Linked DNA regions of Mus musculus: regions 1, 3 and 4 are each linked to region 2. A link is a contact called in public HiCAR-type, HiChIP or PLAC-seq and promoter capture Hi-C data. All regions are on one chromosome and are shown on one strand. Each heading gives the region's core, a stretch centred on a gene start, on an enhancer-like site or on the middle of the called end of the contact. The rest is flanking DNA. Distances are from core to core; before and after follow the strand shown. Region 1 holds the start of Dcun1d1 (DCN1, defective in cullin neddylation 1, domain containing 1 (S. cerevisiae)). Region 2 holds the start of Sox2 (SRY (sex determining region Y)-box 2). Region 3 holds the start of Usp13 (ubiquitin specific peptidase 13 (isopeptidase T-3)). Region 4 holds the start of Acad9 (acyl-Coenzyme A dehydrogenase family, member 9).

The links. Promoter capture Hi-C pulls out the DNA fragments that hold promoters and counts their contacts. HiCAR-type assays count read pairs that join an accessible place to other places. HiChIP or PLAC-seq counts read pairs in DNA pulled down with a chosen protein or histone mark.
Region 1: a HiCAR-type map of astrocytes shows a contact between it and region 2, with 2.8 times the contacts expected there. The contact joins the promoter of Dcun1d1 here to the promoter of Sox2 in region 2. A contact is called at or near these places in 2 of 115 datasets of contacts at active chromatin or transcription factors (astrocytes and embryonic stem cells).
Region 3: a contact with region 2 is called in an H3K4me3 HiChIP or PLAC-seq map of embryonic stem cells, with 5 read pairs. The contact joins the promoter of Usp13 here to the promoter of Sox2 in region 2. A contact is called at or near these places in 2 of 39 promoter capture datasets (hippocampal neurons and liver) and 1 of 115 datasets of contacts at active chromatin or transcription factors (embryonic stem cells).
Region 4: a contact with region 2 is called in a promoter capture Hi-C map of neural stem cells. The contact joins the promoter of Acad9 here to the promoter of Sox2 in region 2. A contact is called at or near these places in 2 of 39 promoter capture datasets (hippocampal neurons and neural stem cells).

What each region holds. Positions count from the first base shown.
Region 1 is chr3:35,930,921-35,936,350 of GRCm38.p6, reverse strand. It overlaps Dcun1d1 (DCN1, defective in cullin neddylation 1, domain containing 1 (S. cerevisiae)), which reads left to right and starts at 3,385. Exons shown (of 7, transcript NM_001205361.1): 1 at 3,385-3,566. The coding sequence starts at 3,564. Gm15952 (a long non-coding RNA gene) reads right to left here and starts at 3,273. Exons shown (of 4, transcript XR_880768.3): 1 at 3,184-3,273.
Region 2 is chr3:34,647,972-34,653,922 of GRCm38.p6, reverse strand. It overlaps Sox2 (SRY (sex determining region Y)-box 2), which reads right to left and starts at 3,928. Exons shown (of 1, transcript NM_011443.4): 1 at 1,462-3,928. The coding sequence starts at 3,507. The coding sequence ends at 2,548. It overlaps Sox2ot (SOX2 overlapping transcript (non-protein coding)), which reads right to left. Exons shown (of 5, transcript NR_015580.2): 4 at 639-745. RefSeq lists an enhancer at 1-208 and a promoter at 3,691-4,441.
Region 3 is chr3:32,814,874-32,820,543 of GRCm38.p6, reverse strand. Usp13 (ubiquitin specific peptidase 13 (isopeptidase T-3)) reads right to left here and starts at 2,918. Exons shown (of 21, transcript NM_001013024.2): 1 at 2,672-2,918. The coding sequence starts at 2,833.
Region 4 is chr3:36,063,963-36,069,904 of GRCm38.p6, reverse strand. It overlaps Acad9 (acyl-Coenzyme A dehydrogenase family, member 9), which reads right to left and starts at 3,926. Exons shown (of 18, transcript NM_172678.4): 1 at 3,635-3,926; 2 at 102-195. The coding sequence starts at 3,796.

The sequences.
Region 1 (5,430 bases), core at 2,136-4,635, 1.3 Mb before region 2:
TTACTGCTATAAAAAATGTAGTTTTTAAAATTATGTATTTGAGGGGCTAGAGAGAGCTCAGTAGGTAAGAGAGCTTGCTGCTTAAACATGGGCACCTGAGTTCAGACGCCAGCAGCCACTTACATGTTAGGCACGCTAGTCTGTAACCTCAGTACTGTGGGAGTGAGGCTGCCAGTAGCTTCCCTATCCAGGTTCAGTAGAAGACCCTATCCCAGAAGAGGGAGGCCTGGAGTGATAGAACACTGTGATCATCTCCTCACCGGCCTCCACATGTGTGCAAATAATATGTGCACACCTGCACACAGCATACACACACACAAACACACATTTCTGTATTTGAAACAACATGTTAATGAGTACCTTTCTGTTAATCAAATATTGTAACTTATGCTTTATCTTCAGGAACCTTCCATTTAAAAAAAAGTAACCAGGACAATTTTCACAAACATGCTTATCTCATACAATAACAACAGTTAATTTCATATAATAACAACAGTTAATGCTCTCCTATCATGTTTGGTTCTGTAACCTGGAAATGTAGGATGGGTGCAACTGCTGTTGCACTTATCATAAGACCATGTATATAATATGCATCAGCCAAGGAACATTGCTGTCCTACTACACAAATGAACAGTATGGACACTATTGCTATTATTGTAACTTTTTTGAGCTAGACTCTTACTGTGTGTTGTTGGCTGAGCTGGAACTTGCCATGTAGACCAGGCTGGCCTACACTTACATCAGCCTAGCAAGTGCTAAATTCAAAGCATGTGCCACCACACCGGGCCCAATTGTTACTGTGTTCTGTTAGAGAAACATTCCACTACTGAGCGGTATACCCACAGCTCTATGCAGTCTTAAGACCAAGAGAGAGCCATTAGATTATTTTCTTTTAATTTATACAACTGCTACTGTGGTGTGTGTGTGTGTGTGTGTGTGTGTGTGAGAGAGAGAGAGAGAGAGAGAGAGAGAGAGAGAGAGATCGGCTTCTTACCCAACACTGAAAACTCAAGGATAAGCTGGCTTAGTGGGTAAAACAATTGCTGCATATGCATCAGGATTTGAGTTCAAATTCCCAGAAAGCATGAAAAGCAGGCCACATAGTTCATGCGCCTGTAGTCCCAGTACTACAGGGAGACGGAAGGTAGACACTGAAGAATCCCCAGAAGTTCAAGGGTCAGCCAGTCTGGCATATCAGGTGGAAAAGCAACAGGGACCCGCTTTAAACAAAGTTGATGGCATGGGCTGACACCTGAGTTTGTCCTCTGACCTCTATACAAATGTTATGGCACCAATGGCCCCATATAAAAACAAAACAAACAAAATTATCTCAAAGATGGATATGATCTGGTCTTTCTCTGCCCTGGCCTTGGAGGCAAATGATTATCAGTTGATGTCCTAACTCTAATCTAGGGGCCATAAAATTGCAAAGGAGATGCCCCAATTGCAGAAATCCAGAGTAGGAAATAAACTGTAGTAACCGAGAGAACACATTATAAGCAGATTGTCTGGGTCTAGTTCCTAGATTTACTACTTGCTGTGTGACATTAGGCATGTTACTTACCCACTCTGTATGTCAGTGCTCCCTACAAAATAGGTGTAGCTGCAACCTGAAGTTTGCTTGAGTGTTAGAGGCTTAGTACAACACATGGCGGATCCTCACTCTTGTGACCTAGTGTGTCAGGGACAAAATAAGACCAAACCAGGAAGCTTGGTACCGAAACAGGAGCTGCATTGAGTGGGGGTCATGACAAAGGGAGTGGAAAGATGAGGGAGAGACCTGCCTATGACTCCAGACAGGCTCACGTTAGGAAAGTTCTCGGAGACTTTGAGGAAGAGCCTCCAGTCTGCATTGCAGACAGACACCTCTGGTGTAGAAGGAAAAGTACAGAGAAGATGGGGTGGGAGACATACTTGCCTGCAATCCCAGGCCGCACTGTTGGCTGTTAGCCTGGGCAACATAAAGAAACTCCATCTCAAAAGGGGATGGAGAAAGGAGGGTCCCAATGAGAGATGAACCCTATTAAAGGGCAGGGGAAGAATTCGGGTTTACTCAGATGATGAACTCGGCGAGCTTAGACTAAGGGAGATGGGCAGTTCTGATATTTAGCTTATGTGATGAAAAAGCAGGGGAATGCAGGTTTAGGGATAAGATTTTGGCTTTGTAGAGCTTTGGGGGGGTCTGTGGGATGAGCAGAATTTGTGCTTAGGGCATGCCGCTGCCGAGCTTTAGATAAGATTTTGGACTCACTGGGATATGGGCAGGGTCTAGGAAAAAGGAATATATGAAGAGATTCAGGGATGGTTCTGGAAAGCCCACCACTGAAAAGCCAGAGTTAGCTAGCAAAGAAGAATGGTAAGTGAAGGGGAGACTATAAATAAATCAAGTCATGAAAAATTATGGGAATTCTAGGAGGACGTGTTCAAATTCAGGAGAGAAAGAGGTCAAGTGGAACTAAGAATCACCCCTTGGAGTTGGCACTTAGGAAAAAAAGAGCTTTAAGAAAACCTACAAGCTATTGTTGCAATAGTCTAATGAAGTGTAGCAAGAGACTGAGTCCTCTTCGTTAATATTTTAAGTTGCTAGGCTGAGTTCCTAGAGAATAACCACAAGTGTGATCTAGTTTCACCCTTGCTACTTGGTATTTTCTTAGGGCCTGGCGAGAAGATGCCACATCAGCGCACACACACGCACACGCGCGCGCGCGTACACACACACACTCGCATTGATGGTGTAAAGAATGAATGGGTGACAACAGGTCTGCAGTGCCAAAGATCTGCCTCTGCAGGGCTCTGGGAGCCCCCACCACGTGGCTAGTTCTAAGCAGTAGCAGGAAGCTCCGAGGAGGAGTGACAACAGTTGTTTTAACAGAAACTTTAAGATTGTTAGCTTCTAGGGGTGATCTGGTGGTATTTGCCGGTGGTAAAGGGAGACCCACGTTTGGTGATGAAGATGCGGATGACATATATAAACCTGGGCAATCTTGGACAGCTTTTTCTATGTGCCGTACCTTTGTTTTATTTCCTCTCTCTGCAGGGAGTACTGTATTTCCTTCTCCTTGCAGCACACACTTGTCTTCTGGCCCACAGCTCAGCAGGCAGGCTAGGTCAAGCTTGGCCCGTCCACCAGGCATGACAGTGGCTCTAGGCGCAATAGTCTCCCGGATTCTTCCAAAAACTTACCTGGGAACTCTGACGTGGAGCTATTAGGAGCGCACGGAGGACAGGACGCGGCCGTGACGAGGGCGCCCTGAGTGGGGGCGCAGGCAGGGCCCCGGCGCTTCGTCCTCACTGTGCCCGCGGCCGCCCGCCGCGCGGGTCTCAGCGTGTGTCCGCAGCCCGGGCTGCCGGGTCGCCCGGCCGCTCGTGCCACGGATGCCGGCAGGCCAGGCCGCCCACCCCGGGGCCCGCGCCCTCCGCCTCCCGCGGCCCGGCCGCTCCGCGGGCCGCCGCACTGCGCATGAGCGGGAGCCCGGCGAGCCCGTGAGAGGCGCCGCCGCCGCCGCCGCCGTCCATTCGCTGCGGAGCCGGAGGAGGAGGGGAGAGGTCCGGAGGACACCAACATGGTGAGGAACCGCGGCGCCGTGCCGCCCGGCCCGGGCCCCCGGCCCCGCCGCGCTCCGCTACCGCTGCTCAGCCGGCGCCCAGCTCGGCCCGTCCCTCCCCGGCGCCGCCGCTACGCGAGGGCCCGGCAGCGGAGCGCGGCGGGGCCTAGTCGCCGGAGCGGGGCCGGGCGCGGAGGCGTTGGGGGACGGCCCGCGCCCCATTGTGCGGCCAGGCGGCGCCTGGGCAGCGGGCCTGGCGCTGCCTGGTCCCGGCCGGGCCCCTCGGTGCTGGCGGCCCTGGCGAGCCGGCGTCGGCCTTGCTGGTCCGCGCTGGCGCCAGGCGCCAGGCGCCCGGGAGTTGGGGCGGCTCGGCTGAGGCTCGGTCCCTGCGAGGGGACTGGGAGGCTCCGGGCTGCGGACGGAAGTGCAGCCGGGGGACCCGAGACCTGCTGCCTTCCGAGCGCCTGCTCTATGTGCTTGGGGTGGGAGGAGTAATTGCTTTATTATAGCAGTTAGGGACCATTTGTGATTCTTAAGAAACAGTTTGTCAAGTTGCTCCTCTCCTGGTTTTTGTTTGGGTGAGAAAAAGTCACGGAAGCTGGAAGACGCTGTGGTGAGCTGAGTCCTTTGTCATTAAGTACCTGGCGCTGCTGGTCACTGCTTTTCAGTTTGGAAGTATACAGTCACACCTTGTTGAAGTTCCCGGCTGGCTGCTGGGAGAAGAGTAAAAGTGATGAGGTCCTTCGCTCCGGAGAGCTGAAAGGCTTCTTTGGGGAGGGTGTATGCCCAGTCTTGAGTCGTGGGGGGTTGATTTTCGCTCAGTGACACTTATATGGCCCCAGCCTTGGTGTCATGTGTTGATTATGTGTTTAGGTCCCAACAGAGTCAAGATTTCTCTTCTGTGCTTACGTTCGTAAAACTTTATATTTGTAAGGAAGTTCCGGTTAGTGTTTGGATTGAGAGTACAGTAAAAGTTCAGAGACCCAAGAGAGAGTTTGCAGGTTCTCCTTTAATTATTTGAACAGGCCTTGGATATTACTCCTGAACCCCCAAGAGTTTCCACTCTCTTACTGGGGTGCTTTCAGCAGGCTAAAATAATAGAGTGCGCGTCTCTGATGGACATTCATCACGAGTATGTATGCAGTTTCCCACAGTCCACATCAGACACCTGCCCTCGAACCCAGTGCCTGCCAGTGCTCATTAGGAATATAGGATTCATGCCGTTTCAGTGAGAGCTAGGGTTAGGACTTGTAGCCTTCTGTTCCTTTGGTTAATATTAAATCAGCTCATTTTGGAGCTTAGCCATACGTCATGCAATCGTACTGGTTGTGGTTCCTGGTTGTTAAGATGTCCTTAACTTAAGGCACTTTCTATGCCTTTACTCATTTTCTGTCACATGTACAGTCTAGGTATGATCTTGTTAGTTTAGAAAGTCAATATGGGTCCATAAGAATCTTATAGTAAAAATATTTCATTATAAATTTATAGTTGTTTTCCTAGACGTTATAAAATGGTTTGGTAAGACTGTTAGGAGTTTTGTTTTTGGTATGTGTACCACAACTAATTTCTACAACACAAATTATTGTCCGTTTTAGGAAAGACATAATAATAGATTATCTCACTTATTTTTATAAGGGGGAGGGAAAAAAACCCCACAAGCTACCTACCTCTCATACTCACACAGAGACCAAAAATAGCCCAGGGCTGGGATCAAACCTAGGCAGGGTTTCATGCTTGATAGGCAAGTGTATTTTAAGAAGTATTCAAAACATCTGAGTTTTTCCCCCTTATTTATTAGATGTCAGGACAGGGTTTGTTAACTTCTAAAGTTCTACCATGTTTAATAATTTTATGATTCCAATGATTTTTTTAAATGTGTAAGATA
Region 2 (5,951 bases), core at 2,679-5,178:
TCAAACAACCAACTCTACACCTGAAATGAAAAGACCGAGAAGAAATATAAACACAGAAAACAGGACCTTCATAATCCTCCAAAGAACATTATTAGTAGCTCTTTAAGAAAGAAATTACTTTCTTGCAAAAGAGGCGACACAGGCCTAGAGGCTGAGAGAACTGGCGGCGGCCGGTACTCGGCTGAAGGGCAGAAAGCGCCCCGGGATCCTAACTTCTGCAGAGATGCAGCTAGTGGACGCTCTAGAAATAAGAAGCAATGCAGAACTCACAAGGACGCCCCATTTCTGGTTCTTGGTGCCTTTGGATAGAAGATGACCGAAACCAGGAGCCAATTAAAAAAAAAAAAAAAAAAAAAAAAAAAAAAAAAAAAAAAAGCAAAGCGGGCCAGCGACTTCCTCGGCTACGCTAGAGCCGCTGGTTGAACTTAAAGACCACGGCGGTTCCCCCAACTTTTCCGCTCCAACCGAGGACGTCGCCAGCCTCTTACTTTTCCTGGAGCAAAAGAAAACAGCAAATCCAATCTCCTTTCCCCACCCTCTCTCCTCCCCCTCTCTCTACTACTGTAGTAAAACAGTTAACAGATCAAAAGCACAATCATGTCCAAATGTGATGAGAGCGCACAATGCGAAATATCTACCTCGGAGTTGAGAGCTTTCTTCTGTAATATGTCTGTTGCCTGGCTTCTCTTTTGCGTGTACCAGCTGCAGAGATTTTCCGATTTGGGACTACAGGCTTGGACCCGCGCTGCCAAATTAAGAAGTGGAATCCGGAGTGGGGGGGGGGGTGGGGGAGAAAGGGGGGGGGAATAAATAAATAAAAAGTCCATGATAATTAAGGGAATTTTGCAAGCCGCTCTTCTCTTTTCCCTCACCCCAAACAGGAAAACGTAGAGGACAAAGTTTATGAAGTCAGGAAACAAAGACAGAAAACCACTTGTTTCCTCACACAATAGCAGACAGAGCTAGGAGTCACCCAACCACCTACCCCGCAGAACGCTCGGCGCGTCTACTTTGTAATTATTCCGATACAAGAAGCATCATTTTCCCCTATAAACCACATTTCAAAGGGCCATTGTGTTGTGAAGAAAATGAAAACCAACCCAGCCAACCTGGTTCTGATTTGGCGCAGTATCTCATCTGCTAAGCTACACGAAAATTTTCAGAATTGACTCGTTCTGGCAACAAGTGCTAAAGCGAGCTTAAGCCCACATCGCGCTTATTCACGCTGCTCAGGGAAGGAGGGGGGTGAACTTACAATATATGCTTCTAGTTTCTATTCTAGAAATGTCAACGCATTTCAGTTCCCCGTTATTAATCATTCGGCCATTTTTTTCTTCTGCAGTTAAAGCTAACAGACATTGCTGGTAACATCAAGATCTTGGTGGCTGAACAGTTATCCAGTTCCCCAAGAAGTTATGTATAAGCATGCTAGCCACAAAGAAATGAAAGACTCAGGCATAATTTCAGTGTCCATATTTCAAAAATTTATTTATCTCAAACTGTGCATAATGGAGTAAAAACTTAAGTTGAAAATGTAGCTGTTATAAGGATGGTATTAGTTCAAATATATACATGGATTCTCGGCAGCCTGATTCCAATAACAGAGCCGAATCTTTTAAAATACAACTACGGAAAATAAAAGGGGGGAAAAACCTTAAAATATCACAATTTACAGAAATATTACAAACCATAAGAAAATATTTCAAACACAGTAATTCCATATTTTTTATGTGAACAAAATGAAAGGGTAGGATTGAACAAAAGCTATTATAAATTACCAACGATATCAACCTGCATGGACATTTTTTTTTTGCCTTTAACAGTAAGTTAAAAATTTAGTACAATCTAGAACGTTTGCCTTAAACAAGACCACGAAAACGGTCTTGCCAGTACTTGCTCTCATGTTTTCCTTTTGTACAATTTTAAAACTAAAATGTTCAAATCCGAATAAACTCCTTCCTTGTTTGTAACGGTCCTAAATTTAAGCTGCAGAATCAAAACCCAGCAAGAACCCTTTCCTCGAAAAATATTGGCAAATTCTCAGCTTATAAACAATGGACATTTGATTGCCATGTTTATCTCGATAAATACTGTACAAAAGTTGCTTGCAAATATTAAAACTTTTTTTTCATCGCCCGGAGTCTAGCTCTAAATATTACTGGTAAAGACTTTTGCGAACTCCCTGCGAAGCGCCTAACGTACCACTAGAACTTTAAAAAAAAGTTTTGCGTAGTTTTTTTCCTCCAGATCTATACATGGTCCGATTCCCCCGCCCTCCCCGCCGCCCTCAGGTTTTCTCTGTACAAAAATAGTCCCCCAAAAAGAAGTCCCAAGATCTCTCATAAAAGTTTTCTAGTCGGCATCACGGTTTTTGCGTTAATTTGGATGGGATTGGTGGTTTTTTTCCGCAGCTGTCGTTTCGCTGCGGAGATTTTTTTTCCTTTTGAGCATTATCAGATTTTTCCTACTCTCCTCTTTTTGCACCCCTCCCAATTCCCTTGTATCTCTTTGAAAATCTCTCCCCTTCTCCAGTTCGCAGTCCAGCCCTCACATGTGCGACAGGGGCAGTGTGCCGTTAATGGCCGTGCCGGGCACCGGGCCGCTCTGGTAGTGCTGGGCCATGTGCAGTCTACTGGGCGCAGCGGGCTCCGGCACCTCGGCGCCGGGGAGGTACATGCTGATCATGTCCCGGAGGTCCCCGGCCTGGCAGGGCGCCCTGGAGTGGGAGGAAGAGGTAACCACGGGGGGGCTGGAGCTGGCCTCGGACTTGACCACAGAGCCCATGGAGCCCAGCGCCATACCGGGGGTGCCCTGCTGCGAGTAGGACATGCTGTAGGTGGGCGAGCCGTTCATGTAGGTCTGCGAGCTGGTCATGGAGTTGTACTGCAGGGCGCTGACGTCGTAGCGGTGCATCGGTTGCATCTGTGCCGCGCCGTGAGCGTTGAGGCCCGGGTGCTGCGGGTAGCCCAGCTGCTCCTGCATCATGCTGTAGCTGCCGTTGCTCCAGCCGTTCATGTGCGCGTAGCTGTCCATGCGCTGGTTCACGCCCGCACCCAGGCCGGCGCCCACCCCAACCCCGCTCGCCATGCTGTTCCCGCCGGGGGCCAGCAAGCCTCCGGGAAGCGTGTACTTATCCTTCTTCATGAGCGTCTTGGTTTTCCGCCGCGGCCGGTATTTATAATCCGGGTGCTCCTTCATGTGCAGAGCGCGCAGCCGCTTGGCCTCGTCGATGAACGGCCGCTTCTCGGTCTCGGACAAAAGTTTCCACTCCGCGCCCAGGCGCTTGCTGATCTCCGAGTTGTGCATCTTGGGGTTCTCCTGGGCCATCTTACGCCGCTGCCCCCGGGACCATACCATGAAGGCGTTCATGGGCCTCTTGACGCGGTCCGGGCTGTTCTTCTGGTTGCCGCCGGTCGCCGCCGCCGTGGCGTTGCCTCCTCCGCCGCCGCCCCCCGAAGCTTGCTGCGGGCCCGGCGGCTTCAGCTCCGTCTCCATCATGTTATACATGCGGGCGCTGGGCGGGCGCGGCCCGCCGGCGGCCGCCAACCCTCGGCCCGGCCGGGACTGTGGGGGCCGCGCTCGGGGGCCGGGATGCAGGGGCCGCGGGCGGGGGCCTCGGCGTGCACGGCCCTGCGCGGAGATCTGGCGGAGAATAGTTGGGGGGAAGCGGAGCTCGAGACGGGCGAAGTGCAATTGGGATGAAAAAACAGGCGCTCTCCTCCTCGGGCCGCCGCGATTGTTGTGATTAGTTTTTGGAAAGGCTTAAGCCTCGGGCTCCAAACTTCTCTCCTTTCTTTCTCTCTCCTCTTCTTTCTCCCAGCCCTAGTCTTAAAGAGGCAGCAAAGTACTTTTCCCTTTTTGCAAACACTCTCTTCTCTGCCTTGACAACTCCTGATACTTTTTTGAACAAGTTAATAGACAACCATCCATGTGATGGGGGCTGTCAGGGAATAAATGGGTTTCCGGCGGCCAATCAGCGAGCGCCGGCTCCTGCGCCCGAGCCCAGCCTCGCCAGAGGGTTTTGCATGAAAGGGGGCGGGGCCTGCCGCGCCGCCGAGCCGAGCCCAGCAGAGCGCTGTGCCCCGAACCGCGCGGGGGAGGCGGGCCCGCAGCCGGCCGCTGGGGAACCTTTGTATCCCCCCCCCCCGCCCCCCGTTTTCAGCAACAGGTCACGGCGCACGCCTGTTCGAAGGAAGTGGGTAAACAGCACCAAGACGACAGCTCCTTTCCCCCATGCTACGGAATATTGGCTCTCTCTTGGATACATAAGGGTGGATGGGGCGCGGGAAGCTGGGGCCAGGGTGGGGCAAGGCCCATGGGTGGTTCAGGGCGACTGTCCAACTAGTATTTCAGGAAGCTGGCAGAGCCGGAGGTGGTGTGCCATTGTTTCTGCGCTCATCCGCGGCACTGCGCTCTGTCGCAGCCCCTCTTCCAACCTTGTCGCCAGCACCCACTCACCCCCTCTTCTCACCGTACAGACGAGAAGTTAGACCCAAGCCTCGGGCCTCAGCGCCCTCCTGGCTTCCGTGTCATCGGCTCGGTTCCCAAACACGAGTCCTCTGCCCATGTAGCTGACTGTAGAGCAGAGCTAGGACCAGGCCTTGTTCCCAGCCTTTTCCTAGGCCGACTCAGGTGTGGCTCAAGGAACCGCAGCACGTGTCCTCAACCCCTAATTCCCTACTCCACCAACCTGCCCCATCCAAAGGGTGCAAAGGCAAAGCTGGAACTCTGCTCCCGCTCTTTCTAACTCCCAACCCTGACACAAGAGGATTTTTAGTGGTGGCAGTTTCAGAGGAAACCTTGGGGACGAAAGCATCAACGGAAAGAAGCTCCCGAGTGCAGGGGATGGGGGGAGGGTCACGCAACTTCCTGGCATCCCACCGCGAGGCGCGGAGGTGGCATTTGGGCTGCGCTCACAAACTCCCTCCCACGCAGCGTTCTCAGGATGGGGCAGCGCAGCCGGCATTGCCCCTGCTGACAGGCACGGTGGTAGTCACGAAGGCCCGGCCGAGAGGCGCCGGGGCCTGGGAAGCGCGCGGGGTCCAGAGGTGCAGGTGCAGGCGGAGAGAAGGCCCGCCGAACCCGAGGAGCCGGCACCAAGCAAGCCCAGGCTGTGGGAGAATGGGCTGGGGGCGGGGGTAGGGGTTCAAGAATCTTGCCTGCCCAGGACCCGAGAGGGTAATTTTAGCCGATCTCCCATTGTCCAGACGTAAAGATTTCAATCGGCAGGCGCTCAAAAAGCCCAGAGCCACAGCCCCACGTCCGTTACAAATAGGTAGTTTTGTTTCTCTTGTTGTCGCTACACGGAGTCAAACAAAGCCCCGTCTAAGTTTCCTTCCACTCTCTTGTTGGAACCTTTGTGGCTAAAATGCACTTGGGTACAAAAGAGGGGAGAGAAGGAAGAAAGTCCTGATGCCATTTTTTTTTTTTTTTTAAATAAAGAGCTTAAACCATCAGGGTTACTTATTTTCTTTCTTTCTTTCTTTTTTTTCCCTGCAATACTCTCGCGGCCCCTCCTCCCCTCATCTACCCCAACTCTGCCTAAAGAAAACGTTCACAAGGGTATCTGCCGGCCACGCTCCGCTCATTGTCCTTACAAACTGCCCTGTTTATCCTTCCCTCTCTGCCCACCAACGCCTCTTCCCCACCCCCACATCTCCAATCCCCATTCTCCCAGGCTTGGCTGTTATTGTCACACTCAGCTAACTATGCCCACTTTAGACCCAGAAAAATTGTGGTAAAGAAATTCTGTAAACTTGAAATAAATAATTTCTTCTCTAGTCCACCCCTCTCACTGCCCCAGGTTCTCCTTAAGTTTTGGTTGCTTTAGTTCTTGGGAACCCGGAAAGGACTTATAGAAACGCGTAAATATTTGGGACTCTTCAAATTAAAGCATTGTTTTCTCCTTAATCGGGGTGTACTATTACGCTCAACACGAATCTCTGGAGACC
Region 3 (5,670 bases), core at 1,669-4,168, 1.8 Mb after region 2:
TTTATGTTAGCAGCTAGAAAACTACCACACTCTGCCAAATCGGCCTTTTTGTTTTGCAATACATTATAGGCACACAAGAAGGAGATATTTGTGCTTTGCGTATTGGACCATATAACTCCTCTCCCTTAGAATATCCACCCATTCTAATATCTTCTATCACCTTTAGCTATGAGCCTTTTCAAAACAATCGGAAAGGAGGATGTCTACCCTCACCCCCACCCCAATGTAACTGTTTTTGACCTTCCCCACAAAGCCCCACAACACATATGAACAAAAGTCTTTGCTCTGTTTGACACCATCCAACTGTGTTTCTCACATGTGTGAGCTGGCACTAAGTTAGGTGCTCAAAAAAAAAAAAAAAAAAAAAAAAAAAAAAAAAAACACTGGATCCTCAGTGAACTGCTGAAGTCCCCCAAGAAAAAACTTCTCATTATCAGGCACCATGCTTTAAATGATCGGTTATAAACCCTCGTCATCTTCCCGGAAATACAGATAATGAAATAGGATGATTCATAGCCTGTAAGCAGAACCAGTCTCCCCCAAGGAACATGGCAACACGCATGAACTCATCACGTACATGGACAAGAAGCCTCTAGAGCACTGACTGGCACATGGAGACCCAGAGCCTATCTGTGGAAACCGGTTTCAACAAGCGACTTGTCCTCACCCCTGCTCTCCAGTACCAGTCTACCAGCAAAGCTTGAGAAGCAACCAGTTCACCATAGAGAAAGCCATTTTATGTGTTGTCTTAGTCAGGGTTTCTATTCCTGCACAAACATCATGACCAAGAAGCAAGTTGGGGAGGAAAGGGTTTATTCGGCTTACACTTCCATACTGCTGTTCATCACCAAAGGAAGTCAGGACTGGAACTCAAGCAGGTCAGAAAGCAGGAGCTGATGCAGAGGACATGGAGGGATGTTCCTTACTGGCTTGCTTCCCCTGCTTGCTTATCTTGCTCTCTTATAGAATCCAAGACTACCAGCCCAGAGATGGTTCCACCCACGAGGGGCCTCTCCCCCTTGATCACTAATTGAGAAAATGCCTTACAGTTGAACTCATGGAGGCATTTCCTCAACTGGAGCTCCTTTTCTTATGATAACTCCAGCCTGTGTCAAGTTGACACAAAACTAGCCAGTACATGTGTCCTGAGGAGTTAAGCCACCTTCCAGTGTCTGTAGTCTGTCCACAGCTTAAGACACTAGCCATGCCCCACCCTGGGGGAGGGGGTTCATGTAGCCTACCCAACAGGGTCCACACAACCTGAAAACGGTCTTTCCAAGAGTGTTGTAGGGGATGGGATGCAATGGCGTGCTGACAGTCACCGGGAGTAATGTGTTCAAAGCGTGCCAACTGTTAAATGTAATCTTTCATTCCACTCTACCCGGGTCTTTTTTAAAGATATGAAAAATAAATAATTAACAAATTAGTTAGGTTTGATCCCCAGATCAACCGGAATAGCATAAGAGAAAAACTAAACAATCCCAGAGAAGAGGATAACGCCAGAACCACAATGAAATACCAAACAAAACAAGCTTCACTAACCATCCCAAGCCAACCAACCCCAGACAAGAAAAGGAAAAAGAAACAAAAGAAAAGAAACTTCTGAGGTTTTGCCTCTCTTTTAGGGTCGAAGCCCCTAATAACTATATATGTTGTACAACCTCTGTGAAACCTGTCTCTCCCTCCAACCCATGCACCTCACGATGCCCCAAGATCTGCTGGGTGACATATGAGATCCAAAGTGGAAGGATAAAAATAACCTGGTCCTCAAAAAGGCAGATAGCCGCCAGACAGCTGAGTCACTTTGAAGCCCATTTTGACTACTGTAGGGGGCATTTCACCCTGCCTCTGCCTCGCAAGCTTCCACAACCTCACAACCCACCGGGTTGGAAACCTCCCCCAGCCTCCCTGGTGGAAGGCCAGGATGTCTCTTAACTTCCCCTCCTCCTGCGGGGTCACGAATCAGGAGTGAACTTTTAATAATTCACATAGCGCACGTCAGCCCAGTGACTCACTTAGAAGGGAAAGATTTGAGTAAGGCTTTAGGGAGCCATAATAAGCCAGCGGCAGACCCCTTATTTCTGCTGCCCTAATGGGACCACCGGACCTGACAATAGCCAGAAAGGAATGGGATGGGAAATGGAGAGAGAGGCGAGCTCAGAGTCCATCAGCATTGTCCCGCAGTGGGAAACCCTGGGCAAAAAAAAAAAAAAAAAAAAAAAAAAAAGGCTTCTAGGAGAGGGAGAGAAAGGAGAGAGAGAGAGAGAGAGAGAGAGAGAGAGAGAGAGAGAGAGAGAGAGAGAGAGACTGAGCGTGCCGCGGGCTAGGGGACTCTCACCTACCACGTCCCCACCCTCTGTCGCCCGCGAGAACAGCTCAGAACCCTGGACTAACTCTTGCTTGCCTTTCTCGATACTGGGGCTTTGGGCAGAATACTGACGACTGGGGCCCTGGCATCCTAGCCACAGGCTAGCGGAGCGAAGGGCCCAGGGAACCCAGTCTTCGTCCGCAGCAGCCTGGAGGCGCTCACTTGGTGCCAGGGAGCCAAAGCTGGAGGAGAGGCAGCAGGAGGAGGAAAAAGTCCCGGGCCCGCAGCTCATCGGGTCCCCTGCCCTGTGCGCCACCCCGTTTCCCAGGCTGGCTGCGCAACTGCGCCGTGGATCTTCCTTACCGGGGAGTCGTAGGAGAAGGCGCACTCGTTCTTGTAGACGCGGTCCCCCGACCTGGGCACGCGGATCGTGGGCATATGAGGCACCAGCAGCTCGCCCAGGTCCCCTGCAGCCATCTTCCCGCCGCCGCCCGGCACGCTGAACAGGGCGCCCCGGCGCTGCATGACCGCGGAGCGCAGCGGGCCTGGGGAGGAGCGCGGCGCAGCGGGAGAACAGGACCTGGACGCGGCGGTCGCGCGGGCTGAGGATCAGTTTAGGCTCGGGAGGCTCGGCCTCTGCCCCGGCCGGCCGGCGGGCGGGAGCTGCTATTTTTAATCCAATGGCGAGTCGCCGGCCCAGCTGCAGCGTCAGGCGGGGCGCGCGCCAGCCGCAGCGCCGGGGAGGGGGATGCCGCGAGGGCGGGGACGCAGGAGTGGGAACCAGGGAGGCCCCGGGTCCCCACGCACGCCTCCCGACCCGCCATGGCCCCTCGGGGATGTAATCCCCAACTGCCCAGGATCAGGTCCTGGGAAGCCCGCACAAAAAAGCGGTGCACAGCGCGACCTCCCCATAGATCGGAAAGGGGTGGGTGGGACTCAGGAGTCGCCTTCTCTTAGATTCTTACTTCTCACTTTTTTTAAACATGCAAAGCTCTGTAAAAGATACTAGACTCCATCGAGGCCTGGAGAAGGAAGAGGTATGTTTCCCTATATGTTGCAAGGGTAGACTGTAGGAATTCTACCCCCTCCCCCACACAACCAGATAAGGATGTCTATTTTTCTCCATCTTTACAATGCCGTCCTATGACTCAAGGCCCTTCTCGAACATTCGGTAGCCTGATTTGAGGATTCATGTTCTGCCCTTGCTTGTGGATTCTTCAAAATAAAATAATGGGGGGGGGGGCTTAATAATATGCAAATAGAGCGTGTTCGTGACGTATACTCTCATGTCTATCATCTTCTTAAAAAAAAAAAAGTAAATAAATAAATAACCCATGGAATGAGGAGGTGGAAACAGGTACAGGAGCTCAAAATTAGCCTTGGCTTAGCTACATGAGATGCTGTCTTTAAAATAAATAAGTAAATACCCACCCATCCTACATCGGCTATTCCACTGAGGTTCCCTAACTATGTGTATCCTACTACCAGGGCATAGCTCTTCGTGACAGCGAGAAGGTGCAGATCCAAAGCATTCTGTAAGTCTCTCCAGATAAGACTATCCTGAAAGTCGCTGGTGATGTCACTAAATGTCTCTGCCTCACATTGCTTCAGAGCAAAGAATTACACACATTACACTTGGCTTCCTCCCTATCTAGTAGGATCTCTGCCTGTTCACAAACTGGCTACAGAAAGAAAGTTGATTTAAAATGTTGAAAGCTTAATATCCAATCTCGAATTAAACAAAAAGTCAAATCGGTGAGATTTGTTTCTCATCTGGCAGCTGATAAAAGATCTATCAAATTAGTCCAGGCTTGAGAAACACCCTCAAACACATTGTTGGTGGGAACAAAAACTGCACATCTCTGAAAGGGTGTTTACTTTTATTTTTGTCACTTTGAATCCCAAGTTGATGTTGACTCCTGGTGATCCCCCTGCCCCAGTCCAACCCATCACCCCCATTTGGTTCCCCACTGCTGGATTTCAGGCCTGTGCATTCTGGAAGGAAATTTAGTAACACTGATCTTAATTTTATATGTATATATTGTTTTCCAAGGGGTATCCTGGGTGATACTTACACCACATTTAAATTCCATCTTGGTAGGCTACTTGTTGGAGCATGGTATATAACAGGACACTGGGAGCTAAGAAAAGATCCCTCACTGGGAAGCAGTTACTGTAGAGCACCTCTAAAAGCAATGAGGTCACTCTGCACTGTCATCAGCCACATTACTAGATGGAAACAGAAAGTAATTCTGTGCGTGAAAGCCAGGAATGTGCGTGAGGTTGGCCAGCTACTGTGTCCTGGTGGGCCTTCCTTCCAGTCCTTGAGAGGGTCCTATACACACTTGTGTGCATGCCTTTTGGCCCCCATATGTCTCTTAGAAAATGTGCAAGCTATATAATTGTCAAGATTGTTGAGAGAAACAGAAAGCATGAAGTCAAGGGGACTCCTTACCATCCTTTACTTTTCTATGTGGTTCCAATAGTTTTGTTTCCCTTTGCTTGTCTGATTGAAACCGAGAGCTTGCTACTATTGGGGAAACAATAATTCAAATACTCTGCCTCTGAGCTATGTCCCCACACCTTTTAAAACTGTGTTGTCCAGACTGGCCTTGAACTTGCCACGCACCTGCCTCGGTGTTCCCAGTAGCTGAGATTATAGCCTTGAGCCCGATACCCTATTTCAATCTATTTATTGGGTACAGTGAGATTGATTGCTCAGCGGTAAAGGTGCATGCTGCTTAAGCCTAATGACCCAAGTTCAGTGCCCCGAACCCACATAAAGGTAGAAACAGAATCAACTCTGTAAAGTTGTCTTCTGACTGCTACATACACAAAGTAGCAACACACACACACATAACAAGAATTAACTAATTCCGTTATAAAAACATCTCAGGTTCAATAGTCAGTACAGAAGTTGAAGGCTATTGCTAGGTTACTGCATTGCATACCAACCCTTCTCATAGAACAACACAGACTAAAGTGATGGACTGTGAACCAGTAGTATTGCACACCTGGAATCCCAGCAGTTAGAGGTTGAAGATACCATAAATTCAAGGCCAGCATTAGCTACACAGTGAATTCCAAGCCACTCTGAGCTCCAAAGAGAATCCATCTCAAAACAAAACAAATGACCGGAAGAGATATTTGTAGAACACACCAGAGTCAAAGAGGCTTACTGAAGCAAGGACAACTAGTCTGGGGTCTGCAATGACTTCAGGTCCCACCTATGGCCTTCCAGAGAGCTAATGGGTGTGCACCAAGAGTGCAAAGATATAAACACACATACATTTACATATACATAAATATCATGTGTCGATACAGATACATGGAAAACCTATCTGCATAGCAGAATGCCAGTG
Region 4 (5,942 bases), core at 2,677-5,176, 1.4 Mb before region 2:
ATAATGACACTAAGAGCTTTCTCTGTCTATAGTGCTTCCAATGTACGCAATCTAATTAATCTTTTAATTGAAGAGAGCAATGAAGAGAAAACCGTACATACCTTCTTCAGTGAAGAATTTTTCCAGCGGTCCCACGAACTGATTGATTTCACTAAGTTCATGTTGACTGACCTCTGGAAATGGGAAAACTCCTTTCTAAAAATGAAAACCACGCATGACAAATTTAATTTTCAGCAACTTCTCATTGTAATATTTATCAAAAGGGAAAGGGGGTGTGTGTTACATGCTTCATCTGGTCCCAGGAAGGAGGCAGAAAGATGACTTCATACAATACCTCAGGTATGGGTCTTATGTCTAAGCTGCTATCTATACCCATATTCCTCCCCTCGCAGGTGGGTTGAATCCTAATCTCCAACAGTTTCCTTATCAATAACAAGTGGTGGAGTGGGTGCCATAAACAAGGAGCCTAGGACTACATTTGGATCTCCTGACAATGTGCAGGCCATATCTCTTCAAGGTCCTTCTGAGACTTGTAGGAGACAGTAGATATGAGGACTCCTCATTAAAATGGACATCAGTCTTTATGTCCCCAATGCAAGGACATAGTCTGCTCATCCTGCGTGTCCCTCTTTGAGCAGCTGTTTCTTGCCTTGTGAATACTGCTTAGCATGTGAGGTAGCAAGGTCACAGGACGAGATTCAACCTGAGCCTAGCTGTTCTTTACATGTGTGACTGGCTTTGAGCAACTTATATGTCCTGTATTGGCTTCTCCTATATGATCCTGTTCATCAGAGAAAGGAGCTGTGTGGGTCAAGCAGGACATACTTGGGTCCTGAAACATGAAGTGACCATGCCTGCGTCCTGGAGAATGATGTGGCTTCTAATCACTAGTGGCCAACTTGCCAGGATTCCCTGCGGGCCTTTGAAATGATCCCATATGGCTTGAAGACCTGTGGCCCGCCAAGCTCTAGCTACTCCTCCAGGTGCTTTGGACAGGGTGTATATCTGGACCCACAGCTGAACACAGATATATCACAAGTTTTCAGGATCAGGAGTTCCCCTGTCTCCTTGGTTCCTCTCACCAAGGGGAGCACTCAAGTCTCTACCCTGTCTTAGTACTCACGTTCCTGACTTCTCCACATTAGCAACGTTCCAAAATCTATTTGCTCCTCTCTGGCCCAAGGACAAGAGGTCCATGGGTCTCTCTCTATCCAAGAGACAAGTGACTTAAAGAATATGCTGCCATCCACCAGCACTCACTCCACTGCTGAGGCAGACTAACAGGGAGCATAGTTCCTGTTGGCCCTCTGAGCCTCTTAGAACAAGGCTGCTCACTCATGGAGGCTCAGACCACTCCTACTCCATCACCTTCACAGTCTTGCCTGTCACCTAGTCTGGGTCAAAGGGCTGTGTGGGAGAAAAGTGATGTCGATCCCAGTGGGCAAACTAGGCAAAACAGGCAACCTGGCAAATAACTGGTATTCAGACATACTTAAAAGGGTAAAGACTTCAGGAGTCCAGGCACAATGAGGCACACCTTTAATCCCAGCACTTGGAAGGCAGAGGCCAGTGGACTCCTGTGAGTTCAAGCCAGCCTGGTCTACATAGCACGCTCCATGCCAGCCAAGACTACACATCACGACCCAGTCTCAAAAACAACAACTCAAATACAATCTTCCAAAACAGAACAAAACCCAAAAACCTAAAACAAAAAATATCAGGGGGGGGGGGTGGATACTGGAGGCTAGAAGGAAAATATCCTCTAGTTAAAAGTGACAAAAACTGAATGAGGCGCCGTGTGGGTGAGGAGTGAAATAACAATTAGCATCTTTTAAGCTGATAAAGCAAAAGAACCTGTTATTCAGGTAATCCTACTGCAGAAGCCAATTATATAAGCCAGGGGCTGTAACTAAGTCTGCCAGTGCCACACAAGCCTCACCCATTCATCCTCCCACTTGCCCCTGGGACAGACTCGGGTCCAAGTAAGTGTATATGTCAGCCACTGGCATGGATAACTCGGCTACTCTCTACCCTCAGACGCTTAAGTACCACTGCCATTGTCCTAGTCAAGGCCCAGAAATGCTCCGAGAGCTGGTGTTTGCTCAATCCAGGAAGTAGCAGTGAAGTTAGAAGTGGTCAGATATGAATGTAACTTGAAGATAAACAAAGATTTACTTACTATAGGATTCAATGAGAACAAGACGAATCAAAGGTGTCACTGGAGAATGTATTGAAAAAGTTGAATCACAGAGTAGCCATTATCTATTGTAAACGGGCTGTTGGGAGAAGCAGAACTGGGTGGGATCCAGGAGAGGTTATCATATATGCTTATTAAAGATGCTTATTAGACATCTAAGAGGAGATATAGAGCAGAAAGGTAGACTAAGTCTGGAGTTAGGGGAAGAACTCAAGTTGAAAAAATAAATCTGAGTCGTAAGAATAGAGTTGTCATTTAAAGCTAGGGCACTGAATTAGGTCATCAAGGGGCTGACCATAATAAAAAGAGAGGCCCACAGGCTTAAACTTTAGAAAAATTCAGCATTGCTAGGTGTGGCATACAATTTCAATCTAGCTCTCATGAAGGAAGGCAGAGGCAGAAAGTCTCAGTGAGACTGTCTCAAAAGCAAGCAATCAATACACCTGCCACCTCCACATTAAAAAGAAGAAGAACAAAACAACACAAACAACAACGACACTGCCTCTGACTTCAACTGGGCTACCAGAGACACTGGCCAAGGTCTACAGGTTGAGAAACCAAGGAACTAACAAAAGAGATACAAAGAAAAGAATTTTTTTTTCAGAAACCTGAGGCCTAACATGCATTCAGAACAAACATTAAGTACATATCTGCATTAGTTACTAATGGTGGGTGGGGTAGGAATGGGAATGAGAAGTGAGCAATGTGGAGAAAACCACTGGCCACTGGGCCAAAGCCTGAGGGCACAGGTCCAAGATGCAGAATTATCCTTGAATAGTGAGAAAGCTGAGTTCTAATCACCAGGCCAGCCTTTGCTAGGGGTATACAGCTCACAACAGTATAGAAAGTAGATACCATCTGGAGGAGAGCTGACCACTGGGACTCTCACTAAATACAGAAATGGAAAACTGGCAGCAAAGCTCACGGGTGATGAAGGGTAGATTTAAAGACTGAAGGGGATACATGATGGCTGCGCTCTTCCTCCTGCCTTGGAAAAGCACAAGAATCCAAGTCCCTCGGCACCCTCTGCGCCAGAATGTGGGCAAAAGGGTCCCCACACTTCAAAGTTCTAGCTTTGAACGTTGCACCAGGGCAGCCACTCAGCCCAAGTGTTGACTTCTACTTTAATAAAGTCAGACAATACGAGACAAACTTCCAAGACAAGAAATAGCTGGATGGGCAACTCTGAGGACCGAGGCAAGAGGACCACGTATTCAAGGCATGCCTAGCTACAGAGCGAGTCCAAAGACAGCCTGGGCTACTACTGAATGAGACCCTGCCCCAAAACAAAAACCACTGTGACACGACTTAAGCCACATCGCCGAGCCCAGCCTCTCGGATGTTTGGCTTCTACGGGCTCGGATAACGTTCCATGCAACTCTGGCCAGAATGAAAGGTGGGAGCAGAGGACACGGGCAGTCCGGCCTCGCCTCCTACCTGCTCGATGTTGCCCAGGAAGAGCTCCTTGGCGAACGAGCAGCTCTGCAGGCTGGTGTGCAGCGGGCGGCGCCTCGCCGTGAATTCCCTCAGCACCCGGGAAGCTCGCGCCGCAGCCGCCGCCGCAGTCGCCCCACGCGAGAGCAGCACACAGCCAGACATGCTGCTCCTGACTTCAGACTTCAAGTCGCTGGAAGCCCCGCCGCTCCTCCCAATGACGCCAATCACCCGCGTCCGGGCATCCAAAGTCTCACCCTGCACCGCTGCAACCGGAAGCTAGCTCGCACTTCCTGATGACGCAAGGGCTGCGCCGCCTTGAGCGAGGCTATTGGACAGGTCGTTCCAGAATATGTTTAATAAATGTCTCCTACGCCAAGCATTGCTGTATGTAATGTCTGAGTATGTAATTTAGAAATTGTAGTTTTTTAAAATTCATCCGAACAGGCTAGGAAGTAAGTGTGTGTGTGTGTGTGTGTGTGTGTGTGTGTGTGTGTGTGTGTGTGTGTTCTTTCTTGTTATACTTTTGCCAGTAAGAAAACGAAAATACTCAAAAGTCAAGCTGCAAAACTACCACCCAGGCTCCCAAACACAGCTCTTGTGCCTGTGTGCTATTCTCAGCACATCCTCTAAAGAGCAGATTAGATTTCATCAAATAAACCTAGAAGTACAACTTTTGTTATTCTCATCTCACTTAATGTAGGACTTAGAATATTGCTAAATGGGTATAACAAAATGACAAGGGACCTATTTTACTAACCCACTTCTGCCTAATTCTCTTAAATATGTGAGTGGCGTGGTATCATTTTGTATGGGAGACTGCATGAAGCACTAAGAGCATGCTGTTTCCTCCTTTCTTGAATCTACCACTCCCTGTGTTGTGCACCCCCCTAGTCTGGCCCCTATTGGCCACAGTCTTCAGACACTTGCTTTCTTCACCACTCCCAGGGCAAGGCATTTCCCTTGGCTCGGTGACCTACCCTATGAAACTATAAACACCATGTTTGTTTGTTTGTTTCTTTTTATGATTTATTTATTTTATGTATGTGAGTATACCATTGCTGTCTACAGACACACCAGAAGAGGGCAATGAATCCCATTACAGATGGTTGTGAGCCACCATGTGGTTGCTGAGAATTGAACTCAAGGCCTCTGGAAGAGCAGTCAATGCTCTTAACCGCTGAGCCATCTTTCCAGCCCTTGTTTGTTTTTTTTAAAATGAATCTTATGTTGAGGAAGTAAGCCAAGGCAGGGCCTGGTCCAACTGGTCCAGCTCTCACATCAGGGTTTATTCATATGTCTGTTGTCTTTATTTCTAGGCAGGTTGTCCTGAGGGAACCAGTGTGGCATCAACTGTTACAAGATGACTCCTTCAGAAAATACATGCAGTTTTAACACCAATAGAAAGCATTTATGCCCCACTGGGGACTGCATAAGGAACTTCCCAAACTATGTAGCCCAGAGCCTCACTATTCTTTTCCTTTTATGCACAAAAAGCAAGTAAGAACAGTTAGCGAGAAGTGAAACTACAGAAGCCAAAAAGCAAGGTTAATATGTTTAGGGACTTTCCCAGGTCCTGGCACTATAAACTAGGTCTTTGATGAATTAGGTCTTTGTTCCTATTTTGGCAGGTTAGGGTTTTGGCAGATTGTTGTTGCCTATGTACTGAGTTCTAAGGTCAAAATGGTGTCTCTAAGATGGCATCAGTTGAGTCAGTGTCTCACAGGCTATTGAGGCCACCTTTTAGTCATGGGAGCCAAGGAACTACTTGCCCTAACTTAGTCTGAATCTTAGTAGACTGCCTCTTAAAAAATATCTATCTATCTATCTATCTATCTATCTATCTATCTATCTATCTATCTGTGTAAGAGAAAGAGTATACTAGGCACATGTGTGGAGGTCAGAAGATAGCTTCTCAAGTATTGGACCCGGATCTCCAGGCTTTGTGGCAAGCGACTTCACTCACTAAGCCGTCTTGCTAGCCCACAGACTGCCTCTTGAAAGGTTAGCGTCAGTACTGTAGCCTCTGTTCCATCGATCTGAGATCTCCAGGTGACCCAGGAGTCCCGTTCACACGAATGTGTCCTGCCAGTGTTGCTTTCTTTCTTAAGAGTCACCTTGATCACAATGTCTCTTCACAGCAATAGAACATGGAATAAATCACCTAATGTAGTGGGAACTAACTAAAATACATGAAAGTGATTTTAATGATGTCTCCAAAAATGGGGAGGTAACTCTCCATCTCTCGTTACCAAACAGAGCTTCCAGTAGCAAGCCTGGGTTATACCCAATTGAGTTGTTGGCCAAAGAG